2 separate regions of the Bos taurus genome follow, and region 1 is linked to region 2. A link is a contact called in public Hi-C data. All regions are on one chromosome and are shown on one strand. The core of a region is the stretch at or near the end of the contact, and the rest is flanking DNA. Distances in the headings are between cores, read along the strand shown.

Evidence for each region. Hi-C and Micro-C count contacts between places; a contact is called where the count stands out from the background.
Region 1: a Hi-C map of liver shows a contact between it and region 2, with 2.9 times the contacts expected there. The contact joins two enhancer-like sites. A contact is called at or near these places in 2 of 11 Hi-C or Micro-C datasets (blastocyst and liver).

The regions. Positions count from the first base shown.
Region 1 is chr20:58,454,898-58,461,829 of ARS-UCD2.0, forward strand. All of the region lies in intron 8 of ANKH (ANKH inorganic pyrophosphate transport regulator), which reads left to right. Among named protein-coding and RNA genes, the nearest start is that of OTULIN, 68 kb to the right of the region's middle. Within about 2 kb of position 3,779, at least 7 of the 102 cell types and tissues checked have an H3K27ac peak or open chromatin away from gene starts, as enhancers often do. A contact at or near this core is called in liver, where this site is marked.
Region 2 is chr20:58,163,623-58,170,211 of ARS-UCD2.0, forward strand. No RefSeq gene overlaps it. Among named protein-coding and RNA genes, the nearest start is that of ANKH, 140 kb to the right of the region's middle. Within about 2 kb of position 2,124, at least 4 of the 102 cell types and tissues checked have an H3K27ac peak or open chromatin away from gene starts, as enhancers often do. A contact at or near this core is called in liver, where this site is marked.

The sequences.
Region 1 (6,932 bases), core at 2,529-5,028, 290 kb after region 2:
TCTGAGTGGCACCTCCGTGTGTGCCCACCTGCACAATCTCATCCATTCTTTCTGGTCAGGGACTCTGTCTCAGTGTCTCCCTCTCTCCGATGTCAACCTCTCCCAAATCGCTCCTTCGTATCAGTGTTTAAATATGCTCAAGGCTCCCAACTTTTGGAAAAAACTTAAAGAAAACATGAAAACCTTTATCCAGCAGACTCCTACATTTCTCCACTCCGTGGCATCCAAGCTCCTCAAGAGAATTATGCAAAAGCACCTCTCGCCCACGCTTCCCACTGCTGCAGGCCCCCATCTGTGCTCCCCACCTGGGCCATCTGCAGTCCCCACCGAAGCCCACCTGCCTCCTCCTTCTGGAGCGAGGGACACCTGTTCCTTCCAAGATCGTCCCTCTGCTGCATTCCTGCCCCCGTTTGCCACTGTCCCCCTAGAGAGCTGGCCCCAGTCCCCGTGCGCTCAGGCCGCAGCTCCCATGGACACTGTCCTCTTCTCACGTCCCCGTGTCTGGGGCGGCCATCGTCCACAACCTAGGCTCATCTCCTGTGGCTTCGGTGGCTCTCAGCTCAGCTGCTTTGCTGTCTTCCTTTCTGAGTATCTTCCCTGGTGGCTCAGAGGTAAAGCCTCTGCCTGCAATGCGGGAGACCCGGGTTTTATCCCTGGGTCAGGAAGATCCTCTGGAGAAGGAAATGGCCACCCACTCCAGTTCTCTTGCCTGGAAAATTCCATGGGCTACAATCCACGGGGTCGCAAAGAGTCAGACAGACTGAGCGACTTCACTTTCACTTTCTTTTCGAGTATCCCTTCACAGGCTTCTGGCTGGAACATCCCTCTTCCTCACTGCAGGTGGGCACCTCCTTCTGTCCGAGTGACCTCCCTCCTCAGCCTTCCTTCTGTAGAATGTGACTCTGGTTGCCCATCTGGCTGATTTCCTGAAGCAGCATCTTTGCCTCGCATCTGTCTCCCGAGCTTCTCACCCAAACACTAACTGCCTCCTTTGTGGAGATGTGCTATTATTCCCTCGGGCGCCAGCCCATCCTGTCCCAGAGGGTGCTTATGGCTGGCACTCTTTCTCCTCTCCATTACCCTGTTTCAGTAACCAGCATGGACTTCTGCCTGGAGTTGGCAGAACCGGAAGCCTGGGCTCCTCCCTAGCTTGGCCGTCTTCCTCACCCTGAGGTCCACTCGGGTGCAGAGCCCTGTCTTGGCTTCCTAAACACCCATGGGACCTCCCTCTTCTCCATTCGCGACCTCATATCCCTCTTTCTGGGCTTCCCTGATAGCCCAGCTGGTAAAGAATCCACCTGTGATGCAGGAGACCCTGGTTGGAAGATCCCCTGGAGAAGGGATAGGCTACCCACTCCAGCATTCTTGGGCTTCCCTGGTGGCTCAGCTGGTAAAGAATCTGCCTGCAATGAGGGAGACCTGGGTTCAATCCCTGGGTTGAGAAGATCCCCTGAAGGAGGGCATGGCAACCCACTCCAGTGTTCTTGCCTGGAGAATCCCCATAGACAGAGGAGCCTGGTAGGCTACGGTCTGTGGGGTCGCAAAGAGTCGGACATGACTGAGCAACTAAGCGCATCCCTGTTTCTACTCATATAGCTCCCCCTCCTCTGGGACCACAGCTCCCGGGGCGGGGGTCCACGCACATCGCGTCCAAACCAGTCCTCATGGAGCGGACGGCATACGGCCCCTCCACTGGATCCCTGGTACCAATGTAAACCTGGGCCTGAAACACAGTGCCAGGCCCATCTCAGTGTCCTGCTCCCCACTCCAGCCGCACAGAGCTCTTGGGACTGAAGGGTCGCTTCGTGTGTTCTCTCGCCCAAGCTTCTGCCCGCGTCATCCCTTTAGTCTGAAACCCTTTCCACCTCCTCGTCCAGCACCTGGGACCGGGACTGGATGTGGTCAGCCGGCTTCCCGCACCCTGTGGCCGCTGCTGTCCCCAAACTCCCCATCATGACACCGCGCTCTGGAGTCACGGGGACTCCGTGAGGCTGGCAACACCTCTGCCGTGTTCGCCGTTGGGTCGAGTTAGCCAAAAAGTTCGGTCAGGTTTTTCCATAATGTTGGATGGAAAACCCTGAACAAACTTATTAATCCAATATATGCCTGTAGCGCCTGGCATGGGACAGGTGCCCAGTAATTATTTTTTGACCGAATACACGTATAAAGCGCACTGTCATAATAACAAACTGATAGCTGCGGAAACCAGTAGGTCCCTGTAGAATCAAAACTGTAGAAGTAATTAGAACTCGGCTACCTGGGAGGCAGGGAGGAGGTGGTGACGTAACGCCCCCCAGATAAAGGGCTGATGGGGCGTCATCCTCGTCTCTCTGTCCTTTGCCACGTGCCTGCATGCTCAGTCACTCAGTTGTGTCCAACTCTGTGCAACCCCGTGGACTGTAGCCCACCAGGCTCCTCTGTCCATGGGATTCTCCAGGCAAGGATACTGGAGTGGGTTGCCATTTCCTTCTCCAGGGGAGCTTGCCAGCTCAGGGGTCGAACCTGCGTCTCTTATGGCTCCTGCCTTGCAGGCAGATTCTTTACCTGCTGAGCCACTGGGGAAGCCGACCCTTTGCCACAGAGTCCATCTAATCCACCTTCCACGTGGCAGCCTTTCAAATAGCCAAAGCCCATTTCGATCCCTTTTAACAGCCTGACTTCCAGATCCTGAGGTGTTTTGGTTCTGCTCTTTGAATTGTGCCTGTTGGTTCTCCTCTGAGAACATGGAGCACAAACTCGAAATCAGGTCTGACCTGAGCTAATGGAGTAAATTGGTCTGGTTTTGACTTTATAATTCTCATCAATGCAGCCTAAGGCTACGTGGGCTTTTTCATTTAGCCGCGTAGCACTGTTAGAAGGGAAAACACAAGAGCTGGTAAGACCCAGTTGTCCATATTCCCATGGTGGTCAGGGGCTGGCCCCTTCTCAAATCCATCTTCAGGGGATTTGCCCACCTTGAGCTCCTAGAATCTCTGCAATCACTTTTTCTGCCACGTCTACGAGCGTTTTCAGTACAGATGCTGTTAGCAATCTGGGACTTGCACAGACAAAATTCTTCGCTGCCTCTCATTACTTTTAGTCTTCAAATCTCTTTTAACCATGTTTGCTCACCTGTTTTAAGGTGACCCTCCTTCATGGAAACGGCAAACTCAGAGCAAGGGGGCTTGGAGTGTATCCTTGGACCCTAGTGGTTCTTTCCCATTCTTTTTCGTACCTTGAACATATTTGTTTAAAGCTCTTTTCTGGATCTCAGCACTTGCACCCATCTGGGCTTCACCCTCCTGACTTTATTCGTCCATGAGATTGCATGCCCTTGGAGGTGGTAGTTCGTAGACTTCATCTGGGCTCACCTCCCAGGAACTGGGGAAGAGAGAGCCTGCGAGCTGGCAGACGAAGGCAGGGAGATGGCAGATACCTCCTCCTCGCCTGGCACGTTCCCTCCCCACCAAAAGCAGCCTGGGGACCACCCATTCTCCTTTCTAGTTGTGGCGGGTGGGCAGGAATTTCTCTTTCGAGAGCATTCCAGCTCCTTTCAGAAAATTTGGTTTTATTTGATCTTCCTTGCCTGTTTCTCACAAATTTTGAAATCTCTTTATTTCATTTTTTTCAATTTCCCTGGTTATTGTGAACTTAACAGGACGTGATCACTCCCACATGAGTGGCCGTCCCCTCCCTGATGGCCACGATCCCCGGCCTCCCAAGCTCAGCCTTGTCGGGGAGGGGTTAGCTGGAAGGTTGCTGGAGAGGGAGGAGGTGAGCATGTGCTCTGTAGAAATCGAGCTTGGAATTGCAACACCATTAGGTACCTGTCTCATCTTGCCAAGGCCAGCATGGAAATCACATGTCGTCCAGAGGATGGTGGCCACCGTAGAATTTAAAGGGCTGAGGTTTGACCTTTAAAACATTTGTGTCCTAAAGCTTCAGAACTTCAGGGCCCCAGAGGGACCCTCCCTGAGGGAAAGAAAGCAAAAAAGCTTTCCATCAGAGAAGGAAGCAGTCAAAAAAATCCACTGCATCAGCATCTTCCTCTGGGACACACTGAGCTAGTCCCTTGTGGGGAGGTTCAGCTAATCTTGAAATGCTGCTTCTGCTGTTCACACAGGTGAGTCCTCAGGAAGCACAAATCCCACAGATGCAGACGGCTCCACTCTGCCGTGTCCCCTCTGCCCCACCTCCCACGTGGCTACTGCCTTTGAAAGGCAGCGAGCTCACTGACGGTGGTAGTATTTATAGTGCCTCTAATCCCGCCAGGCCAGCTCCGGCCACCTGCTCCCTGCGAGGCCTGCACAGCTGAGCTAAGGTCGGCTGCCAGTGGAAAACACCAGAAAATGCCCGGCCTACCGGTCACAGGCCTGGAGGCTCATCCAGCCCTGCCTGTCACAGCCTCAGTTTCCCCCAGCTAGGGGACTTTTTCATCACGTAAGGATCAGTTTTTCTACTCAGTGCTCCATGGTGACCTAAATGGGAAGGAAAATCCAAAAAGGGGATTATAGAGCTGATTCACTTTGCTGTACAGCAGAAACTAACACAACAGTATAAAGCAGCTCTACTCCAGTGTAAAAGAGTTTTTAAAAAAGGAGCAGTTTTGCATCTTGCAGTTCGAGATGAGCCCCACTATTTCCCTGTCCATATTGTATTGAAACTGAAGCTCCAATACTTCGGCCACATGATGCAAAGAGCCGACTCACTGGAAAAGACCCTGATGCTGGGAAAGATTGAAGGCAGGAGGGGAAGGGGACAACAGAGGACGAGACGGTTGGATGGCATCACCAACTCAATGGACATGAGTTTGAGCAGGTTCCAGGAGATGGTGAAGGACAGGGAAGCCTGGCGTGCAGAAGTCCATGGGGTCGCAAAGAGTCAGACACGACCAAGCGACTGAACAACAACAAGTACAATGGACAGTCCCACGTGCTCTGGTCTGCACGTTGCTTCTCTGCTGCTGCTTCACAGGACAGGATGTGTCTGCACCCACACGTGTCAGCATCCAACAAGCACAGCAAGAATCCCCTTCTCTTAGCTGCATCCCTCTAGTCAGAGCTGCATTTCAGCCAAGCATTCAGCCCTGAGTCCTTCTCATAGGTGCTGGAAAGGTGCGAAATCTGAGCCAAGGAAGGGCAAAAGCCACCATCCCATAGGACGACCTCCTGTGCTCAGAGTTAAAAGATCAGTTCAGGACTTCCTTGGTGGTTCAGTGGCTAAGACTTCGCCTTCCAATGCAGGGGATACCAGTTAGATCCCTGGTCAGGAAGCGAAGATTCCACATGTTTCAGGGCCAAAAAGCAAAACCTGAAGAGAAGCAATATTATAGCAAATTCAATGAAGGCTTCAAAAATGAGCCACATCAAAAAATCTTCAAACACCAAAAAAAAGGTCAGTTCTTGAGTGTGACCCAGGCTCACTCCTGTGGCTGCACTGGACCCACGAGCTGTCCCTCGGCCGCCGGGGTGGTGAACACTATGAGCCTTATTCCAGTCGTGGTACCATGCTGGTCCTGTCTGTCGCCAACAAGGACGGCCTGTTTGCGGCTTTGTTTCTGCTGGCCGCCCCACCCCCGCACCCCGAGACTGCTTTCTCATTGTTCAGATTATCCAGGAGAAGAGAAGGGCTTTTTGTGGATGGGGACGGGGTGGGGTAGGGACGAAAAGCACCCAAGGTGCTGAAGCTAAGACTTTCTCATTTGGTGCTCCTCTCAGTCTGTGGGTACTGGGTGCCACTGGCCAGGTGAGCGCCTTCAGACACCCCAGAAACATGGGGGAGCAAGCCTTCTGAGTCCCCACGGCCAGGGTCGAACTCCTGGCCCCACTCCACAATGCCACGATCCTGGGGTTGGGATAAGGGTTAAATGACATCATTGGAAAAGAGCCTGATGTTGGGAAAGATTGAAGGTGAAAGAGAAGGGGCAGCAGAGGATGAGATGGTGGGATAGCATCACCAACTCAACGGACCTGAATTTGAGCAAATCTAGGAGAAGGAAATGGCAACCCACTCCAGTATTCTTGCCTGGAGAATCCCAGGGACAGAGGAGCCTGGTGGGCTGCCATCTGTGGGGTCGCACAGAGTCGGACACAACTGATGTGACTTAGCAGCAGGAGATGGTGGAGGACAGAAGAGCCTGGCATGCTGCAGTTCATGGGGTCACAAAGAGTCGGACACGACTTACTGACTGAACAACAGTAAAGGAAACCTCTTGGCTTACAGTAAGTTACTGATAAGAGTTAGTGTTTTTCCCCTGAACTCCACCTCTGCCTGCCTTCACGCTTCTCTCCAAATCTTCAGAAGTCCAGCATTCACTTTTTAAGTCATCATTAGTTGTAGACTTGAGGGATCGGTTGTTTTGTTCAGGGGAGATAAAAACAGTTGAGACTGTTCCCCAAATCCCTACCTTGTAATAGCATGACAGTACAAACCCACACGTGCATTCTTTTTTTTACATTTATTTTATTGAGGGATAGTTGATTTACAATGTTGTGCTAATTTTTGATGTATAGCAGAACAATTCAGTCATTTTATATATATATATATATGTATATATATACACAGACATTTTCACATTCTTTTCCATTGTGGTTTATTACAGGATATTAAATGTAGTTCCTTGTGCTATACAGTAGTAGCACCCTGTAGTTTATTCATTTTATATATAATAGTTCACATCTGCTAATCCCACACCCCCAATCCATCCCTTCTCCACCCCTTCTCCGCCCCTCGGGTCGGTTCTCTGCATCTGTGAACCTGTTTGTTTCCTAGATAAGTTCATGTGTGTCGTATTTTAGATTCCACATATAAGTGATATCATATGGTATTTGTCTTTCTCCTTCTGACATCTTTCACTTAGTATCTGGAGAAGGAAATGGCAACGCACTTCAGTATGCTTGCCTGGAGAATTCCATGGACAGAGGAGTCTGGCGGGCTACAGTCCATGGGGTCGC
Region 2 (6,589 bases), core at 874-3,373:
ATGTCCATCAGCAGATGAATGGATAAGAAAGCTGTGGTACATATACACAATGGAGTATTACTCAGCCATTAAAAAGAATACATTTGAATCAGTTCTAACAAGGTGGATGAAACTGGAGCCTATTATACAGAGTGAAGTAAGTCAGAAAGAAAAACACCAATACAGTATATGAATGCATATATATGGAATTTAGAAAGATGGTAATGATGATCCTATATGCGAGACAGCAAAAGAGACATAGATATAAAGAATAGACTTTTGGACTCTGTTGGAGAATGCAAGAGTGGGGTGATTTGAGAGAATAGCATTGAAACAAGTAATTACCATATGTGAAACAGATCACCAATCCAAGTTGAGCAGCATGAAACAGGCCGCTCAAAGCTGACACACTGGAACATCCCAGAGGGATGGGATGGGGAGGGAGGCAGGAGAGGGGTTTGGGGTGGGGGACACATGTACACCTGTGGCTAATTCATGTCGATGTATGGCAAAAACCACCACAGTTTGTAAAGTAATTAGCCTCCAATTAAAATAAATTAATTAATTAAAAACGAGCTATTTTTATTTTTTATTGGAGTATAGTTGTTTTACAGTGTTGTGATGTTTCTGTACAACAAAGTGAATCATCCGTATTTATACATGTATCCCCTCTTTTCTGAGTTTCCTTCCCATTTAGGTCAACACGGAGCACTGAGTAGGGTTCCCTGAGCTCTACAGAAGGTTCTCTTTAGTTACCGATTTTAAGACTACGAGCCATCTGAGTCATCCTGACACCAGGCAAATAGTAGACAGAGATCTAACTTGTCTCATCCCTTCAACTCCACTCTGTAGGCCTGGGTTTGAGTCCACTCATAAAGAAAAATGCTCAAATTATTACACTGTCCTTCAAGTGAGTATGGAAAAGGTGCTTTGATGTTTTTGCTTTTTTTGTTGCTGTTGTTTTCTTCAGAGATTGGAAACTCACAGCAGACCTACAAACACTCAACTCAGTGCTTGAAATCTCAAAATTTAGATATAGCAAGACATTTAATACAAGGTACTGGCCTCGAAAATGGGAAAGCTAGTAGATCATCACATCATTTGTCTGGAACTCAGTGTTGCTGAGAAATGGCAATACTGGCCCAAAACACAGAAATAATTCCTCTCTCCTGTCCTTCATCTCCAAAGCCCTGACCAAGAATAATGAGTAAGAAGTTTTTTAATTAAACAATGATAAAAACACTCTTCAATAGGCCAGGTCAAATAAGATCAAAAGAGAATCTAAGGAAACAAGACATGACGTTTTTGAGAACCTACTGGTGTGACTTTGAAACTATATATCAAATGACTCAGCAATATGGTTGAGAAAACACACAGAAAACCTCTGCCGGAAAACAAAGTGGAATGTCAGTAAAAGGTAATGTCAAAATGGTTGATAAATGTATTTCATTTCCCACTTGCCTTACAGAATGTACGAGGGACGTCGGCACCTTTGAAGGCCCAGTCTCTCCTAGTCAGTATCCCCACGCTCAACAGAGCATGACATTAAATAGAAAATTTTAAACACCATGAAAAGTGGAGAGAAACCACAGAAGAGGAAGAGGTTTATATTTTAGTATTAATACTACAATGGTGCTTTCTCCTATTTTTTGAAAAGGAGATTCTGCATTTTCACTTAGCACTGAGCCCAGCAGATTATGTAGCCAGCCTTACCTAGGACATTCAAAATCTAAAGATCCCTCCCCCCCCCCAGACAGTGATCAGTGTTCACGGGATTTCTGGGAGATGAACTGTTCAGGTACAAAGCTAGAAGGGACCCAACAGGAGGTTCACAGCTCTCCTGGAGACTGAACCTTGAAGCATCCTAATGAAGACAAATTCTGAAAAGTATACTCTGTATGACTCTCCTAAAACAAATTGCGAAGCCCCAGAGAAAATCCTGAGAGTATATTTTGAGATATTCCAAGAGGATGTCTACTATAGACTCTTATATCTATCAAACCAATAAATTATCTTTGCTGCTTAAATGAATTTATGTTGGTCTCCTGTAACTTTGGATTGAAAGAGTCCTGAGCTATGGAGTCTGAGGTTGGTGGTTGCTGAGAAGGGTGATTTCCAATCTCATCCCTCACGTGCTGGAATTCTCATGAGTTCCAAGAATGGAGGCTGTTGGGGAGAGATCCATTACATCAGATCAGGCTGATACCCTAGAGTCCTGTCCCACATTGACTGAAGATCATACTCAAAGAAAATTTTTAGTTAAAGGAAAGTTTAGTCCAAAGTCCACCCAGAATAATAAAAACAGTCAAGACAGGAGACCAGTTTTGACAGGAAGATAATCTCAAACAATTGATTAAGATTGTTGCAAATGAACAGGCAAAAGAAATTTCTAAATAGTCCTTTTAGCAATAACATTTACGGGAAGAGGAGATTTACTCTTACAGAAGGGTTCACCCTGGATTTTATTAATGATTCACAACTTTGGCAATAGCTTCAAGGCAATTTTGGAAGGAAGAGAGAAGAATCAGAGGCACAGTACAAAGAACAAACTTATGACTGCTTTGCCCGCAAGAGACAGAGGGCTTGACAGTTTGGCTTATAGAATTTGCTTTGGGATTTAGACTGTATACTAATGTATCATTGCTGAAAATGATTCCCAAGGCAAAAGTCTTTCTAATTTGGTTCTGGAGGACCTTATTTTACTTGATAGCAAAACTCAGTATTGTAAAGAATCTGTGATGCGTTTTTTATGTCGCGTTCTCCTTTGTTCATGCTGTTTACTGTTCTAAGCGCTTTCACATACTTTATCCCATTTAATGTTATATCTCTGGGAGATGGATTACTGTTCCCATTTTGCGGAAATTGAGACTCAGAGAGGTTAGATACATCTCAGGGAGAACTAGCGAGTCCCAGACTCACCCAGGGGTGTCTGCCTGTCTGTAGTGTCCATTTTGTGTTACACAATTTCTCACAGTCCAAAGAGGCCCTGGATGTTCCCAACTTCTAGAGAAACTTTTTAAATGAGGCAAGGGGAGGCATATACTACCAACCAACACTAACTGTATGTTGTCTTTTTTTTTTTTTAATTCGTATGTCTTTTCTCTCCATTTATAAAGGGAAAAATAGCATTACTATCCTGATTTCATTCTCTTGACTTTGTTTTCCCAAAAGACAGCATCCTTGTGAGTTCAAAACAAAAATTTATCTGATCATTACTCAGAGCAAGAGGAAAGGGGTGAGGTTTAAAAATACTTTAGTTTAAGATCTCTGTTTTGAAAGAATGGTTTCGATAAAATTCCACAAACATGTGGATACAGTAGGGGAGGGGGAGGGTGGGACAAACTGGGCGGTTAGGATTGATGTATATACACTAACATGTGCAAAATAGGTAGCTAGAGGGAGCTGCTATAGAGTGCAAGGCGCTCCTCTCGGTGCTCTGTAAAGACCTAGACGGGTGGGGTGGGAGGGAGGCTCAAGAGGGAGGGGATGGGTGTATACATATAGCCGATTCACTTTGTTGTACAGCAGAAACTAACACAACATTGTGAAGCAGTTATATGCCAGTAAAAAGAAAACAAACAAAGCTTTTAAAAACTCCAAGTTACACATACTGAGTATAAAATTTTGTCGTGTGTGTGTGTACGTAAGTGCACACGTGTGTACATATCATATACCTACCGAATCAGGCTAAGGGAGACTCTGAACATTTTAGAAATGCCTGGAAACTAGGTGAACTGTGTGGCTGTCCCTGGACCTTGGATGAACTGAGACTCCATAGCACAGTCTGCTCTGGACTATGCAAGCTTTACGCCATTGTGCACACTGAAATTTTCCAGGTTTCTTCCAATTTATGGACTATTTCAAGTAAGCAAGAGAAAACATGAGTAATATTTTCATCTTTATTCAAGTTAAAAACTTTGATCAAAAATGCCACAGAGACGTGAATGAACAAGGTTGCTGTGTCTTCGCAGTCACACTTGCACCCTTTGCCACCTCTCTGTTAGTCGCTCGTCGTGTCCAACTCTTTGTGATCCCATAGACTGCAGCTGCCAGGATCCTCTATCCATGGGATTCTCCAGGCAAGAATACTGGAGTGGATTGCCATTCCCTTCTTCGGGGGATCTTCACGACCCCAGGGACCGAACCTGGGTCTCCCACATTGCAGGCAGACATTTTATTGTCTGAGACCCCAGGGAAGCCCTTGCCACCTCTCTAGCATGAAAACAAAACAAAACGGCTTGAACACCAGAGGGCAACATTGTTCCTCAAATATATACCCAAACCACAAGCTAGGGATGTATAAAATCCCTCAGTAATTTTGTCTTCCCTTTAAGAAGACTTCCTTTCAGTATACACAATTAGATGACTTTGGAGGTATACATATACCTGTGAAACCATCTCTTCCAAAAGTTTTCTCCTGCACTCCTCCTCCCAGCCCCCACCCCTTCTCTGTGTCTAGAACACTTAACATGAGATCTACCCTCTCAACAAGTTTCCAAGCGGACAACACAGTCCTGTTATCCATACAATTCACATGGTACAGCAGATCTCTAGAACTTGTTCATCTTGTGTAACCAAAGCTTTATACCTGTTGAACAAAATTCCCCATTCTCCTTGCAAGCTTCTCCCCCACCACCATTTTATCCTGTCTCTATGAGCTGATCGTTTTCAATATCTAAGTGGAATCAGGCAGCATTTGTCCTTCTGTGATGGGTTTATTTCACTAACATAATGTCCTCCAGGTACATCTATGTTGTCTTAAATGGCAGGATTTCCATTTTTTAAGCCTGAGTAATATTTATCTGTGTGTATCTATCACCTTTCCTTTATCCATTCATCCATCAATGGACACTTAGGCTGTTCCCACATCTTAGTTACAGGGAATAAACTTGCAGTGAACCTGGGAGTCCAGATATCTCTTTGAGATTCTGATTTTAATTCTTTTGGGTATATACCTGATATAGGATCACTGGATCATAGGCTTCCACATATATTTTCTGGAGAAAATTCCATACTGTTTTCTCAGTTCAGTTCAGTCGCTCAGTCATGTCCAACTCTTTGCAATCCCATGGATTGCAGCACGCCAGGCTTCCCTGTCCATCATCAGCTCCTGGAGCTTGTTCAAACTCATGTCTATTGAGCCAGTGATGTCATGCAACCATCTCATCCTCTGCCGTTCCCTTCTCCTCCTGCCCTCAATTTTTCCCAGAATCAGGGTCTTTTCCAATGAGTCAGTTGTTCACATCAGGTGGCCAAAGTATTGGAGCTTCAGCTTCAGCATCAGTCTTTCCAATGAATATTTGGAAGGACTGATTTCCTTTAGGGCTGACTGATTGGATCTCTTTGCAGTCCATGGGACTCTAAAAAATCTTCTCCAACACCACAGTTCCAAAGACTTACCTTTGTCGGCAAAGTAATGTCTCTGCTTTTTAACATGCTAAGTTGGTCACAGCTTTTTTTCCAAGGAGCAAGCATCTTTTATTTCATGGTTGTAGTCACCATCTGCAGTGATTTTGGAGCCCCCCAAAATAAAGTCAGTCACTATTTCCATTGTTTCCCCATTTATTTGCCATGAAGTGATGGGACCGGATGCCACAACCCTAGTTTTTTAAATATTGAGTTTTAAGCCAGCTTTTTCACTCTCCTCTTTCACTTTCATCAAGAGGCTTTTTAGTTCCTCTTCACTTGCTGCAATAAGGGTGGTATCATCTTCGTATCTGAGGTCATTGTTATTTCTCTTGGCAATCTTGATTCCAGCTTGTGTTTCATCCAGCCTGGCATTTTGCATGATGTATTTGGCATACAAATTAAATAAGCAGGGTTGCAATATACAGCCTTGATGTACTCCTTTCCCAATTTTGAACCAATCTGTTGTTCCATATCCAGTTCTAACTGTTGCTTCTTGACTTGCACACAGATTTCACAGGAGGCAGGTAAGGTGGTCTGGTACAGATAGTTTATTCAGATACTGTGGATAATCCACCTTGGTTCCTAGCAATGGCCAAACTCTCTATTCATCTACCACTTACCACAACCTCTCATCTATTCAAGGACATTCCTTCAGCTCTTTATGAAAACCACCTTTTTCTGGAAATACTTTCCCTCATCACCATGAAAAAAATTGCATCCAAAATCTGTATTTCTTCCCCATACATTATGTTGCATTTCTGCTTTTCTTACTAACTACTTTTTTCCTCGTAGAAAGTATACTCCACACATGCCAGTAATTTTTTCTGCTTCACTTACTTCATACTAAACTGGGAAAATTCACTTTTACTAAACCAAGTTTAGAATAGTGACTGTCATATATATATACATATATACACACACACATAGATATGTACGTATATATGTATGTATATACCTTCATGTATGTATGTGTATGTGCATATATGTATATTTATGTAGGCTGCTGTGCTGTGCTTAGTCACTCAGTCGACTAAGCCTGGTGAGCCATAGCCCACCAGGCTCTTCTGTTCATGGGGATTCTCCAGGCAAGAATACTGGAATGGGTTGCTATGCCCTCCTCCAGCAGACCTTCCCAAGCCAGGGATGGAATCCAGGTCTCCTGCATTGCAGGTGGATTCTTTGCCAGCTGAGCTACCTGGGA